Linked DNA regions of Mus musculus: region 2 is linked to region 1. A link is a contact called in public ChIA-PET data. All regions are on one chromosome and are shown on one strand. The core of a region is the stretch at or near the end of the contact, and the rest is flanking DNA. Distances in the headings are between cores, read along the strand shown.

Region 1 (6,582 bases), core at 501-3,000:
GAGCATGGTGCAGATGCACTCAGAAGATAGAGGTGTGTGGTGGTGGTGGGGAATCTACAATTTAAGATTGAGGAATGAGTTGTTTAACTCTTTAAGATTCCACATTTCTTATTTGGGAGGTGAGAAAGTTTTAAAATGTGGTTTCATTTTTGTATTTCTTATCTTATTCAAAAATGAAGATTGTTGCTAATTTCATGGGCTAAAGGTCAGACAGTATATACATTTTTGCTTTCTGAAGTTAAAAGTGTACAGTAACTTCAAGAGTTATTCTCATTTTTTTAAGTGTAAGAAACTAGTATTTGGGTGTTCTCATAAATAAGCAGTAGATTTTAATACACAAAGCACTAAAGTTAGTGGGTTTCTGGGTTACATTCTACGGTCACTAAGAACTTACTGTAGGGTTTTGAGAAACAAGTATAGGATATATATGATTCATATTTTATTTTAAAAATACCAGGTTTTAGTCAAGTGTACTGGCACATGCCTGTAATCTTACCTATTCTGGAGGCTGAGGTATGTAGGCTCTTTTGAGATCAGCCATGGTAAGACCCATGCACTCCTCAAGCTTGCATGTGAACTGTTGCCCAGGGGCTCAAGCTGAATGCTTTGTTCCTAGCTAGTGGCACTGTAGCAGTTGTAGAACCATTAGGAGTAAGTGTGTCACTGGGGGACCTTGTATGCTCTGCTCTTTATCCTGACCCTCCATGAGCTCCCACCGTCATGTACTGAAATCTCAAAAGTTGTGAACCAAAATTTTATAAAAATGTCCTTTCCATCTGCATTTTGTCAGCAATAAAAGGTCTTCACACCCTGTCTAATAAGTACAACATGAATCGTACAGTTTTTGTATGTTTCTGTCAACTACACAGCCAGCAACCTATTTTTCCAATATTAAGTTGAATATAACTGAGCTATGTTGAAGTCAACTTGAGAGTAAACAGTATTCATTAGTAGTAGGTATTGTGTACCTGAATCCAGGAGAGTGTTTATTATCTTGACTGAAACAGAAAGCATCCAGGGAACCAAAGGCACTAGATGTCTGGCTTTTCACACAAACTTCTGGCTGACAAGTCTTCCAGCTTCTATTCATTACAGTAAAATGTCAGTGGGTTTGCTGCTTCTAGCTGCAGTAAGAAAAAAGAAAATCTGAATTCTAACCACATCCTGGAACTTGCTGTTTACCACAAGTTTCTTGATGAAGGCTTTGCAGCATTTGTACTGTTACTTTTAGGGCCAGGAATCTCCTAAGATCCTGGGTCCCACCGTTGGTATCACAAAATAGAAGTTCCAGGTCTGTTTAGGTAAGTTCTGCATGCCCCGAAAGTGTCCTGCACGTTCACCTCTTAGTGAACTTATGAAGCAATGCTCAGAGCCTCCGGGTCCCCTGGGGCCTTAAGGGAGGGTAGCACTGTCACCAGGGCTTAAGTGCGGGGGTAGGAAAGGAAAAGTACTAGAAGAGAGTATGAACATTCCAGCATGAAACCCATTTGTATGGTAATTCTAAAATCTAGAGGATGTCAATTAAAGATGCCATCTACTTGTGGCAATTGCTTGAGACTGATAAAGGAGGTAAATGACGTTCATAGGGGTCGATGGAGAAAGGGGGCACCCTAGAAACAGCCAAGAGACACAGAGACTGCTTCAGTTGGAGCTGAGCAACATTCCAGGCCTGAGACGCAGGCGCCTGCAATGCCTTCCAGGAATTCTGGGAAGGCCTCTTCCACCTGCTGTGGGCGGGGCCTGGGTGGACCGAGGTTTCGGAGGGAGGTGACGCAGGAGCTATCCAGCACGTCAGCTCCCTGTTTTGGCCTAGATTGCAAGAAGCTCGCCCGCGGCCACACGGTGAGTTCCGCAGTGATGCAGGTGATGCGGTCCGACTTGTCGTTCAGCTGAAAGCGGGAGTGCTTGGGTTCCTTGGGTGTGGGGGAGCATGCCCTTCAGAAACCCTAGCTGGGGTCAGACAAAGGATGGATGCGGGGATTACAGGGGGTGGTTATAAATAAGGGGTGGGGGTGGAGTTCCGAGAGCAGCGATTGGGTAGTTCATCCGTGGGCTAGCCAGTAAAGAAAACATCCTGTATTCGGAGTTCATGAAGAAAGATGGAGATGATGGAGCCTGGTGCCCGCATCCAGCCCTTTTATCACAGCGGTAGATTGTGCTGTTAAAATAGCGGTCCTTGGCTCTTTGAAGAGCATGGTTTTAATGTCTGTGAGTTGCAAGGAAAGGCCGTTAGCTGCAGACAGATAAAATGAAGTATTTGTTTTAGGGAAGATATTTGGCTTGTTCCCTACCTTTTTATTCCCTATTCCCGTGTGAATGCTCAAAAGGGTTTATCTGACTATGGCCTGAAGCACCCATCCTGAACGAGCAGCTGCCAGGGAAGCTGTGTGAAAACTGTTTCCTTGTTCAGCTTCCCGTGGCTTCTACGGACACCAACATGTAAGGCAGATTTATCCCCCACCATGTCACTGTCTTTCCTCTCCCTGCTGCTTCTGCCTCCGCAAACCTTAACTCCCAGAACCGCTTATTACCATCAAGGGGCTAGACGTGCAGGGGGCTTACTAGGTACCTGGCTTTGCTCCATGCTCCTTACATGATTTTGATCTTTATCTTCACAGTAACTCTATAAGATAGATTGTTGCTATCCTTGGTCTGTAGAAAAGGAGGCTGAGGAACTTGCCCAGGAAGACCTAGCTGGTATGCAGTCAAGCGTCTCATGTTGCTTGCTTCCCTCATCACAGAGCAGGATAGGAGTTGGCGTACCTCTCTGCTCGGGATCTTCACCTATTGCCTGCTGGTCTGCTAAGTTCAAACACCCTCGGCCACTACTCCAGACCTTTCTCTGGGATGTTTTTTGATTGTCTGTTTGTTTTTTACTGTTTGGGTCTCCCTAACTCCCTTTTGTTATTCCTTTCTTTCCTTAAACTAGGAGATCTTAAAAATTACCACCCTCCCTATCTCAAATCCAAAAGTGCTTAGATTGCAAGGATCACAGACCATAGATGTGAGAACATATTCCTGTCCTTAGAATCCTCAGGTGTCAAGTTAGAGGGACTAGTTTATCCTAGACTCTTCTGTCTTCTTATTTCCTTCACACAGCGGTTTCCTACCTGGCTTGGACACAAAGCAAACCTCTAGGAATTTTTCATTTGAGTCTCCTTTCAGGGTGGTCCTTCAGCCTCAACTTGTGAGTCATAGTTATATCACCCCAGTTGTGTTATGGTTGCCCATTTTGGCCAAGTTATATAACTTGGTCCTTTCTTCTGCAGGTTAAAAATGGCCTCAAGGCTGGTCTCTGCTATGCTATCTGGCCTTTTGTTTTGGTTGATGTTTGAGTGGAATCCAGCATTCGCTTATAGTCCACGGACCCCTGACCGGGTCTCAGAGACAGACATCCAGAGGCTGCTTCATGGGGTTATGGAGCAGCTGGGCATTGCCAGGCCACGCGTGGAGTACCCGGCTCACCAGGCCATGAATCTTGTTGGGCCACAGAGCATCGAAGGTATGCACTCTTCCAAACTGACAGTGTTTCTATTGTATTTCTGAGGGTTTTTGTTTTGTTTGGTTTGGCGTGTGTGGGGGTATTGTTTTCTTTTTTTACTGGTAGAATCTTATTTAGACCAGACTTTCACTGAACTTCCTATGTAGCCAAGGATTACCTGGAGCTCTAATCCTACTGCCTCCACCTCCCCAGTGCTAAGACGGGGAAACGTATGAGGTTCTGAGGAAGGAAGCTGGGGCTTCAGGCTAAGCAAGCACTCTGGGCTGAGCTGCATACCTGGCACTATTTCTCCTGATATGTAATTTTCCCTACTAGGACCACCTCACAGTGCTGTCTGCTCCAGGGCTCTAGGTTGCTGTGAATAGTGTTGACACATGATGCCCATTTCTGTCTTGTTGCTGTCACTTTGAACCATTGATATGCTGTGTATTTTGGTTGACATTTGATTTCAGGAGTAGATTAGCCTAAATAACTTGAATCTGCAAGCATGCAACCATGGCAAATGGCTTGCATCAAGATAAATCAGATAGGACTCCTTGCCATTCTTTTAGGAAGAGTCTAAACTCTAAGTGGCACCAGTCACCTGTTCCTGTTTATTTAATTTTTTTTTTGAGATGGTAAATATCTGCTCTCTCCACTAGTAAAGTATATGGTTAATCACTCTGCTGTTGCCATGGGGAAGGGTCTCCCTGGTATCAAAAGCCTGTGTTTTTCAGAGCCTTGTTTTATTCACTCAGTCAGTATCCAACCGTGTATTGTCCTCCATATGCACTTTGCAGGATGCTGGGGCACCCCTGTCCTACGTGGTTCAGACTAACTGGGAGAAGGGAACTGACAAAAAGTCATTACGGTGTATTCTGATATGCACTGCTTCCATGGAACAAAGAGTAGGAGGTAGGTCAGGAATAGGAAACGCTTCTTAGGGGAAGTTCCATTTGGCCTGGGTCTTGAAGTTTGCATAGGAAATCCCCAGGGGAGTGTGGTGAAAAGGCACAGAGGAAGGAAAGAGGATGGATTACAGTGGATCTGTCCTTAATCTTGAGGTAATGAGCTGCCATAGCAACGTCAAGACTCCTGTAAGGGATGGGCATTGACTTGTGCTTCCATTGACTGCTGCTCTACCTTGAATTACCACAGCATTAGCAGTTTCTCAGGACACACATTGTCTCCCAGTTACTTCTGTTCCAACTCTGGCAGTCTCTCTCCATTCAGAGTCAAGCCAAGGTGAATTCTGATGTTGCCCAGCCATACAGCGACACTGGTGTGGGGGCTTTTAAGAAGCTTGTTAAGGTGACTGACTGGCAGACTTCATTTCCATGCAGTTATCAGCTCAAGTTCCCTTTTTGATGGCTGTCGGCTGGGAAGTCCCTTGGGAAGGACACTGCCTCGAATATTCCTATGCAGAATATCCTGAACAAGAATGTTCTGTTGTGACATTTTACTTCTCCATTATCAGCCCCTTTAATCTGATAAGGGTGCTGCAATAGAGTCCTGGGAGTGACTATCGGCCACCTTTGTTATCTAAGATGATAGCTACTTATCTCCAGTCTCCACCACATGCGGGGGGGGGGGGGGGGGGGGTCTTGTATGTTCAGCAGGTAAGAAGAATCTTGGAGCCAGTTTAGAATTCTGTCTCTTAAAGCTGAGGTGGAAAATGACAGGAAGTAGATCAAAGACAGTGGGCGGATAGAAATGAAGTACAAACCTTGAGCTTTTCCCAGTCCATCCTGGGTTTTAGATGGATGGCCTGGTTCTTATTTTTGTGAACAGATCACTGTTCCACTCGCCCATCTGTCTGTACTCTATGCTCAGAGACTCACTCACACCATGTGGAATAGCTCCTTCCATTCTTTTACCAGCATCAGAGAGAATCAGTTAAAGGTGTCCCTGCTACCCCCTCCTGATTTTTATAGAGAACACACACAGTACATGTATTCCTGTGAAAACTTCAAACCGTATGGAATGGGGTTGCTATGAGTTTTGTTACCAGAGCTCCCTGGATTTAAAGGCCAACCCCATCACTTTCTGGTGCCGTCATCTTTTAGTAAGTTATTTCTTCATTTCTACTTAGCTTAGGCACGCCTCTGTGGGAACCTTAAAAACAGCCAAGAAGTAGCATCTTCCAAATGTATAAAATTGTTGGCCAAAACCAAGACAAAAGGACAAAGTAAAGACTGCCAGGAAGTGAGTGCCCTTCTAAAGGCAACCTCAGGAGGTCGATGGCAGGAGAACGGAGTCTGAGCCGTGTACACACGGCTTGCTTGCTTGCTACGTGAGATCTTGGCGGCCTCTCTGAGAGGTAATTTTCTTATGGATGAAATAAGGCTTCCTTCACATACAGTCATGTGAACTGTTAATAAAAAGACCGCAAGACCCCGCCTCTGTGTGCAGCAGCAGCAGCAGCATGAGGGCTTTACTTGTTTGTCAGTTTTTATTTGTTGTTTGAGACAGGATCTGTTACAGCCCAAGCTGGCTTTGAGCACTGTATGTAGCCATGGATGACCTTGAACTTCTCACACTCCTGCCCCCACCTCCTGGGCTTCTGATCATCTTTCTAACTGCTCATCACCAGCGTTGGTCAGCTTCCACACCTTATGTTTCCGCCCTCCTCCTCCTCCCCCGGCTGCTGGAGCAGGTCTCTGTGACATGGTAAATGCTACTGTTTTCCCTTAGAGGCAGGGTAAGCTAGCAGCTCTCCCAGGGACAGACTCGGAGAGCTGTTTACTAAGGGTGAGGACTTTGGAGAGTAAAAACTGTCTCTGGTGACTGACACTCTTCTTGAATTGGGGTTGATTGAACCAGGACAGATAGTCTAGCCCTTGAATATTAACAGCCTCAGGTTAAAAATAAAAAAAAACCCAAAACAGCAGCAAACTGTTCTCCTAAAGTGTCAGCTGTTTCTTCCTCCAACACTTTAAGCTACTGAATACTTAGCACTGTGGTAACACTAAGTCTCAAACCACTAAACAGACGTTATAAATATTTGATGATTGTAAATTTTATTTATATTGTTAAAATACATCAAAATATTTTTATAACACATTTAGAACCTTAATTTCATTCTTTTCAAAATAAAAGAG
Region 2 (7,337 bases), core at 3,259-5,758, 370 kb before region 1:
TCCCAGGGCTTCCACACCATCTCCCATTTCCCGATCTCTGAGCTTAGCCCATAGACCACCCTAGGTTCCTTTGGCTCTGGTGTATGAAAGCAGCAGCATTCCTGCCTGCCCATTGAACTACCAAGTCCTGTGACCTCTTGCCAACACCAAGGTTGCCCTATGGTTACAGAGAGAGATTTGCAACTGTAAAGCATTATTTTTTAAGTTACTAGCTAAATGGACCACAGTCTTCTATGCTTGGTGTATTTTCTACCTATTTGCCTATGAACAATGTGCTTTAGTCTGTTATTTTATGGCATTAGTTCCATTTGCCCTTGATTACTCTTATTTCGATTAGGTTTTACTAAAAAAAAATTACATAACTTCTTAGTAAGACCACCTATTAAGATGTCAAGTGCTGTCTCAGTCTTAGCCCCATCTTTCTTGAGACTCCTGTGCTATGAGAGCGAAGTGGTGGAAGAAGAGAATGCACAGGCTGAAGCACAAGAGAAGAAAGATGAGGCAGAGGTCCAAGTAAACCAGCCTGTGCACCCACGAAGTCTGCAGGAGCAGAAGTGAGGGATGCTGAAGGCTGGGACACTGGAACAAGTTGTTGGACTGTATGCTGCTGTCGGTAATAAGTCTCAGTAGACCTGGAACATCACCTCACCACGATCACCTGGGAAAATGACTGCCTTTCTTACAACCAAAACAGTCCCGCTGGCCCTCTGCCCTGGACCTTTGGCACACTGGACTAGTTTTATTCTCTCTTGTGGCCAAGTGTAACTCGTGTACAATAAATCCTCTTTCAGAGAACTGAAAAAAAAAAGGATGTCAAACCCTTCTTGTTCTATTTTCATTTTTGTTGTTGTGACACACATCTCGATGAACAGCAACTTAAGGGGGAAAAGATTATTGGAATTACAATTTTAATTTCCAGGAAATCAAGGCAGGAACTCAAGAAGCTAGTGATACATTGTGCATACAATCTCCAGAGCTCAGGACAGGTAGAAAGAATGAATCAGACCTTAAAGGAGATCTAACCAAATTACCCCTAGAAACTGGTGGTATCTGGGTGTCCTTCCTTCCCTTCACCCACCCCCCATGAGTCAGGAACACCCCCTACTTAAGGGGAGTGACTGTTGATGAGATAATGTTTGAAAGAACTTCTCCAATCCTTCTAAATACTAGAGCAGACCCACTAACAGAGATCTCTAATCATGCTATTTTTAAATCAATTAAGGCACTTCAGAAAGTCCAAATTGGTCTCCACACTTATGTTCAACATTTGCAGAAACTGCCACAGGTCAACCCCCATTGATTCCAACCTGGTGACCTGGTCTTATCAAAAGACATCAGAAGGAAGCTTTAACACCTCACTGGGAAGGGCCTTACATCATGATCCTGACCACACCCATGGCTATACAGCTTGGTGAGCTCTGAACTTGGATCCACCATTCCTACTTGAAGTTCAATCCCTGAAAACACTGGAACCCAGAGCATCGATGGATCATCAGGCCACACGCTGAGGACCCAATAAAGACTAATTGCTGATGGCTCACCTTGATCCTCTTTTCTTGCTTGTTAAATCTGATGTTATATCAAAACATAAGGCCTATAAAACCAGGAAACTATAGCCCAAGGACATGGAGACATTCAGTCACTAAAACAGGCAAAATATTGCTGATTGTGACCACCACTCTCACCATGAATCTCCCTGGTGTAAAATAGACATCTGCCATTTATAGCCAGGCCCTGGGATGCCAGGGTCTAGGCTCGCCACTGGGTGTCTATAAAGAGAACATCTTGTATATTACATGGGTGCACCACCTGTCAATTAAGAAGCCTATAGCCTATGGCTTAGGCAGGAAATAGAAGGTGGGACATGGGAGGAGAAAGAATTCTGGGACAGAAAGAGGCAGGGAGATTCACTGGGAAGAGGTGACAAGTCAGACACATGGTACCTGAGCACAGGTAACCAGCCATGTGGCAAAATGTAGGCGAGAATAAATGGGATATTCTAGTTAGGGAAGAGCCTAGCTATATGGCCAAGGTGTTTGTAAATATATTTTGAGTCTGAGTTTTATTTGTGGGCACATGGGACTGGGAAGAAGAACTGGTGCCATTCTTCAATAGTGCCAACCTAGAAACATTGAGGAGGGAAAACTGAGGAAGATCGTATTATGCCTGTCCCACTAAGGGAGCTGAGGTACCCTACTGTTTGGATGAAAAAGAGATCTATTGTCTCTTCTGGTCTTGTGTTACTTGGGCTAAGGGCTAAGAGCCCTATAGAGCTGATGAGTACTTAGACACAAAATTTGAAAGAAATCTTAGTTGTAAGATAGCCTGCACTTGCAACCTGGTCACCATCACCTTGAAGAGACGAGACTTGCTTCCCCCTTATGCCTACTGGGGACTTAGAACATACCTGACACGCCAAGATCTAGGAACCATGTTCACCATTCAAAGGTAAGGCAAAGCATCTCTTTTTAAATCCATAGGACCTTTGGTGAAAATCCCTGAGGCTCCCCTTCCCAGCCAGTTTTCCTCTGTACCCCCTGTATCAGGGACCACAAATTTTACTTCCAAGACCCCTTCTGTAGGATACCTAGGACTCCATTCAACACTCAGATTCCTGTTCATAGACACTGTTTTGGCTACCTTTAAGTTCCTAAACAGTCCCCAGCCCGATATGAGAGAGGACTGTTGGGTCTGCCCAAAACCCTAAGCTCCCTACTGTATAGGCATAGCAACAACAGATGCCAGACCATCAAGCTGGTTTCCCTCAACAATAGCATATCATGCCCCTGAGATACTCCCCTCACCTTAGGGTATATAAGGGGAACTGGAATTTATTTTAGGTCAAAAAGATATCCCTACCTACTTGATCTTAATCTCAAGTATGTCATGATCCTGATGTGTGTGCATTTGATAAAGGTCTTTAATAGCATCAGGCTAAAAGAGAACAATCTCCTGGCTTCACCCAGAGGGTTTTGGGTTGCCTGTACTCCAGGACTTACTCCTTTCTCTCTGTTAGCCATTTTGCCATTGAGCAAAAACCTGAATTGTGCATAATGCTACATATTCTACCCCAGATTTCCTATTATGAAGATACTGCAGGATGCAGTCACAAAGGTCTCCTGCAACAACTAGGTAGTGCCCCTATTCTGATACCCACACTAGTAAGACTGGGGATAGCAGGCTCTCCTGCACATGATAGGACAGCTCTAGTCCCGGGATGCCAGCATTGTAAAAATACCTGAGAGTACAAGTTGATAAAGACTTAGCCCAGCTTCACTCAGCCACCTTCTTCCTACAAATTCAAGAAGACTCCTTAGCTGAAGTAGTCCTACAGAGTCAAAGGGCTCTAAATTTATTGTTCTTAAAAGAAGGGGGCTTATGTATGGCCCTTGGAGAGCAAGGTTGTTTATAAGTTAATCACTCTGGGGTAATCAGGGACACTCTGGTAAAAATTAGAAGTAACATCCTTGATAGGGAACAACAGAGAAAGAAAGAAAACAGAGCTGGTATGAATCCCTTTTGAATTGGTCCCCTGGGTTAACTTCACTCATCACAGCCTTGGTTGAGCACCCCCCCCCAGCCCCCGATGCTTATATTTTCTAATGATAAACTTTGAGTCCTGCATCATTAATGCCTTGATTTCCTTTATCAAGAACAGAATTTCCCCTGTTCAGTTGTTGGCCTCTAGACCTAGTCTATCAGCTTAAAGGTCAGTCAGCTCTGCTTTGTCTAGATAGCCTATATGTTGCAAATGTTGTAAATGCTGCAAATGCACCTATTCCATAGAAAAACTGGTTCTGATGCTTGCTCCCATCACAGATTTGTATTTGGAGTGTGCATTCAATAAATCATCCATTCCTTACTGAGATTGGTGTCTGAGTCGTTTGTGTGGCTATTCCTGGACCCTAATAAGGGTTCTATCATTTCACAAAGCTTTTGTATTTGGTATAATGTCGAGTATTTTACATGCATGTTGTCCAAAGACATCTTACATAAATCATCAAAGAAGACCCAAAATGCTGGGCAAAGAGTTTTCTATATTGTAAATGTCCAAAATACATAGAACTAGTGAAATCAGCAAGACCAGCCCCTGGCAGGACAATGGATAGGGCCCCTGAGAGAAGCTGATTCTGTATGCCTTCACCTCTTGGTCGTATTTACAGAAATATGAAATGCTGAGAACAGTCGTGATCTAGAATGTACCTAATACTGAGAGTTTTACCAACAGCCCTGAGCTTACAAAAAATTATGAATGGGCTTTGAACTCTAATCATGGATTCCAATAAGAGCTGGCGTTTTACAGTCCTTTCTGGGACTTCCACAATGAAGGGTCGGTAACAGTAGGGCAGAAAGTGCATGCATCCATTTAGAGTCTTCCTTTTTCTCTCCTTGGAAATTGCAGCACTGGGTGGATAAAAAGCAAGCAAGGGCCCAAAGATCGTGAGAGGATGTTTCCGGACGGACCACATTCAGAGCGCGCCTGAACGCCGCGCTTGCGCACTCAGCCAGTCGCCGCGCTGACCCTGCGGACGTGAGCTTGCCTGCCGTCTTGGCGAAACCCAGGCTCTGAGATGCGTCCCTGCCCGGCGTTTGCCAGCTCCGGGTGAGTGTGGAGGACCCCAGAAGCCTGCGTGCGAGATGGAACGAATCCCGGGGAGGGTCAGGCCTGCCCAAGTCCCGCCGAGGTTCCTGGGGATCCGAACAGGGTGCCACGACCTCGGCTCCTTGCATGTGCTTCGTCAGAGCGGTAAACTCAAAAGAGCTGAGCCCCGCGCCCCATCTCCTGGGGTCGAATCACTTATTTCCCATCTTTCACTCAGCTCTTCCCCTGCACCCCATCTTCTGGCTGCAGTCAGTGGAGCTTTCACCCTTGCCCTTCTTTTCTAGGCATGGGATATCACAGTCCCTGAACTCGGCTTGACCCCTGCAGACTCCTTACTTGCACAGCAGATGAGGCCAAACACATAGCTTCCGTCTAGGGAAAGGTGATGCATGGATGGTTCAAGGCCAAGAGAGTGGGCCATGGAGAGAAAAAGAAAAAAAAAAAAAAAAGAAAGAAAGAGGCGAAGACTGTTGTAAATGTTACCATAGATAATTCTCCAGTTGGAACTCTTAAGTTTCTCTACGGTGTTTTATTTCTTTCTTGTAATTTATTTTGTATTTTGTGATTTTCTTTTAAAGAGGTATTTGCAAAGACAGTGCTACTTTCAACCTTGAAACAACATTGGATTTTATCGATGTCAGTTTTTATAGTTACTTGGCTTAACGTTGTGTGAGCTCCTATCATGTTATAATGTCTGGATAGTCATTGAGGCACATCCATTGGTTTGTCATGTTTCACTTTAACGTGAAAATTAGCTTTTGTGTATTTTTTAAAAAGTTTAAAAAGCCAATGGGGGAAAAAAGATCAGGTGAATGGGATTTAAACCTCTAAGTCCACAGGGGGGATTGTGCTTGGAGTGTGGAAATCCCTGACCTTTTACTTATAAATAGGAAGTGAGATCACCACTTGCCACAAATGATTCTGACAAGGTAGGGTTCGCAGTAAGTGCGTATCCAATCCTAATACTAGTGATAGCTACTTGACCGCAGACCCTTTTGAGTACAGGAGCTAGAGGTAGCCAGTGCCTGTTGTTTATAATCATATAGTTGCCTTGTGTTGTTTTAGTGCGAGACTTTTTGTTTTTTTGAGAGAGGGTGGTAGTCTGTAGAATCAGTAAGTGGAAGGAGAAGTATACAAAAAGATTGGAGAAGTTCTTGAGTTCCCCACACTCAAACCCTATAGTTTGACCTTAGGCAGTTACAAGGTTTTGCCCACCAACTTCCTGGGGAGAAGCTGCCTTCCCATTCCATACTTAGTATGGAGTCAGTGCAGTACAGAGGTTTTTTTCCTCCCTTTAGCCCTTCACCAGCCCTCTCCTGGCACAGCCCATAGGAAAAAGGGAAAGCCCTTTGTTAGACATTTTCCTCTTGTGCACTATATCCATTAACACTCACTTGGTGTCTTTCTGTTTAAGAGAACACTGTTGCAGCAAGTGAAGGAAGGTTTGATTATTTAAGCTTGGCTCATTGTACTGATTGACGACCATCTTGACAGTTGTGGCTCAGCAGGAATTCAATGAATTGCCTGACAGGAATTAAATATATTTCTGAATTCTTTGCAGTCTGCTGGGTTTATGATAATTTTAATCCTCCTAACCCTTAACTCTTTGCCAACAAGTTTGCATGTTGTTCGTTTTTAGGTTTTTGTTGTTGTTGTTTGGTTTTTGTTGCTTTGTTTTGTTTTTCAAAGCTGAGAGAAATAGAAATACCCATAACCCCAACAGGTGTTTGTTGCTGGGTTATATGATATATTTTATAAATTAGTAGAGTGTTTTATGGTCTAATTGTTTTATTTCGTTATTTAAATGAATTTTTTCTTTTGACTACTAATAAGATAATTTTGCATGCATATTTTAAAATAGTTGAACCAATGGGAAGAAAACAGGACTCTATTGTGTTCCTTAGAGCTCTTGCCTGTGGGCACTTACTATGTGGTATATATTCTGCTACTTTACCTATTAAGCCAATTGGCCTGCCTGTGATCCATTGAGTTGACTTTACAGCTAATAATGAGTATGGACCTGTACATCGGAAAACACTGTTAAAAGCAACTAGTACAAAATAGTCTCTCAAATTTTATTTGTTCCTTATTCAGATTGCACAATGAGTGTATTTGGTTTTGTGTTTAAAGTGTCGCCTAGGAGAGATAATAACCATATAGGTTGACTGTTTGCCAAGTTGGTAGACAAAAGAATTCTTAGTTTCTTGTATAGCTAGACATTCTGTATACTATAATGAAAGAAGAGGTGTAGCTTCAGTTAGTTTAGTTTTTATTTTAATTGCTGGCATATTTAAGGCTAATAGAATAGTAATGGAGAAGAACCTTGTCTTTTCTGGGTGATGATACATGAGAATTGTGAAATGTTTGTTAAGTTTTAGTTTGTCTCAAAGATATGTGTACTGAGTACATCTTAGACCAGAATGACCTATTTTGAATATTGCCTGACAAAGGAACCACATTCAACAGTCTGTTCTTTGTTCATAAATACACATGTGAGTGTGCAGGATGTCAGCCTCGTTCTTTTGTACTTGTTTTTGTCAGGAAGTCTTCAACAAAGCAGAAGGGAGAAAAGAACTACATTTTGTGTGTCTGTCTAAGGAACCTAAAATATTATTACAGAAATAAGAGTCACAACATAAAATTTGGCATCTCCTATTTCTGTGTTGCTTCAGGATTTCCTGACATGTGCACATACGTTATTGCCATTCATTTGCACAGCATTGCTCCCAGTTTA

The links. ChIA-PET counts read pairs in DNA pulled down with a chosen protein or histone mark.
Region 2: a contact with region 1 is called in an RNA polymerase II ChIA-PET map of memory CD8 T cells, with 18 read pairs. The contact joins the promoter of Zfp770 here to the promoter of Scg5 in region 1. A contact is called at or near these places in 2 of 39 promoter capture datasets (the C10 cell line and pre-B cells), 5 of 115 datasets of contacts at active chromatin or transcription factors (the 230-238 cell line, bone marrow-derived macrophages, effector CD8 T cells and 1 more) and 2 of 9 other capture datasets (liver and macrophages).

The regions. Positions count from the first base shown.
Region 1 is chr2:113,824,259-113,830,840 of GRCm38.p6, reverse strand. Scg5 (secretogranin V) reads left to right here and starts at 1,750. Exons shown (of 6, transcript NM_009162.3): 1 at 1,750-1,842; 2 at 3,270-3,502. The coding sequence starts at 3,277.
Region 2 is chr2:114,198,603-114,205,939 of GRCm38.p6, reverse strand. Zfp770 (zinc finger protein 770) reads left to right here and starts at 4,508. Exons shown (of 2, transcript NM_175466.4): 1 at 4,508-4,603.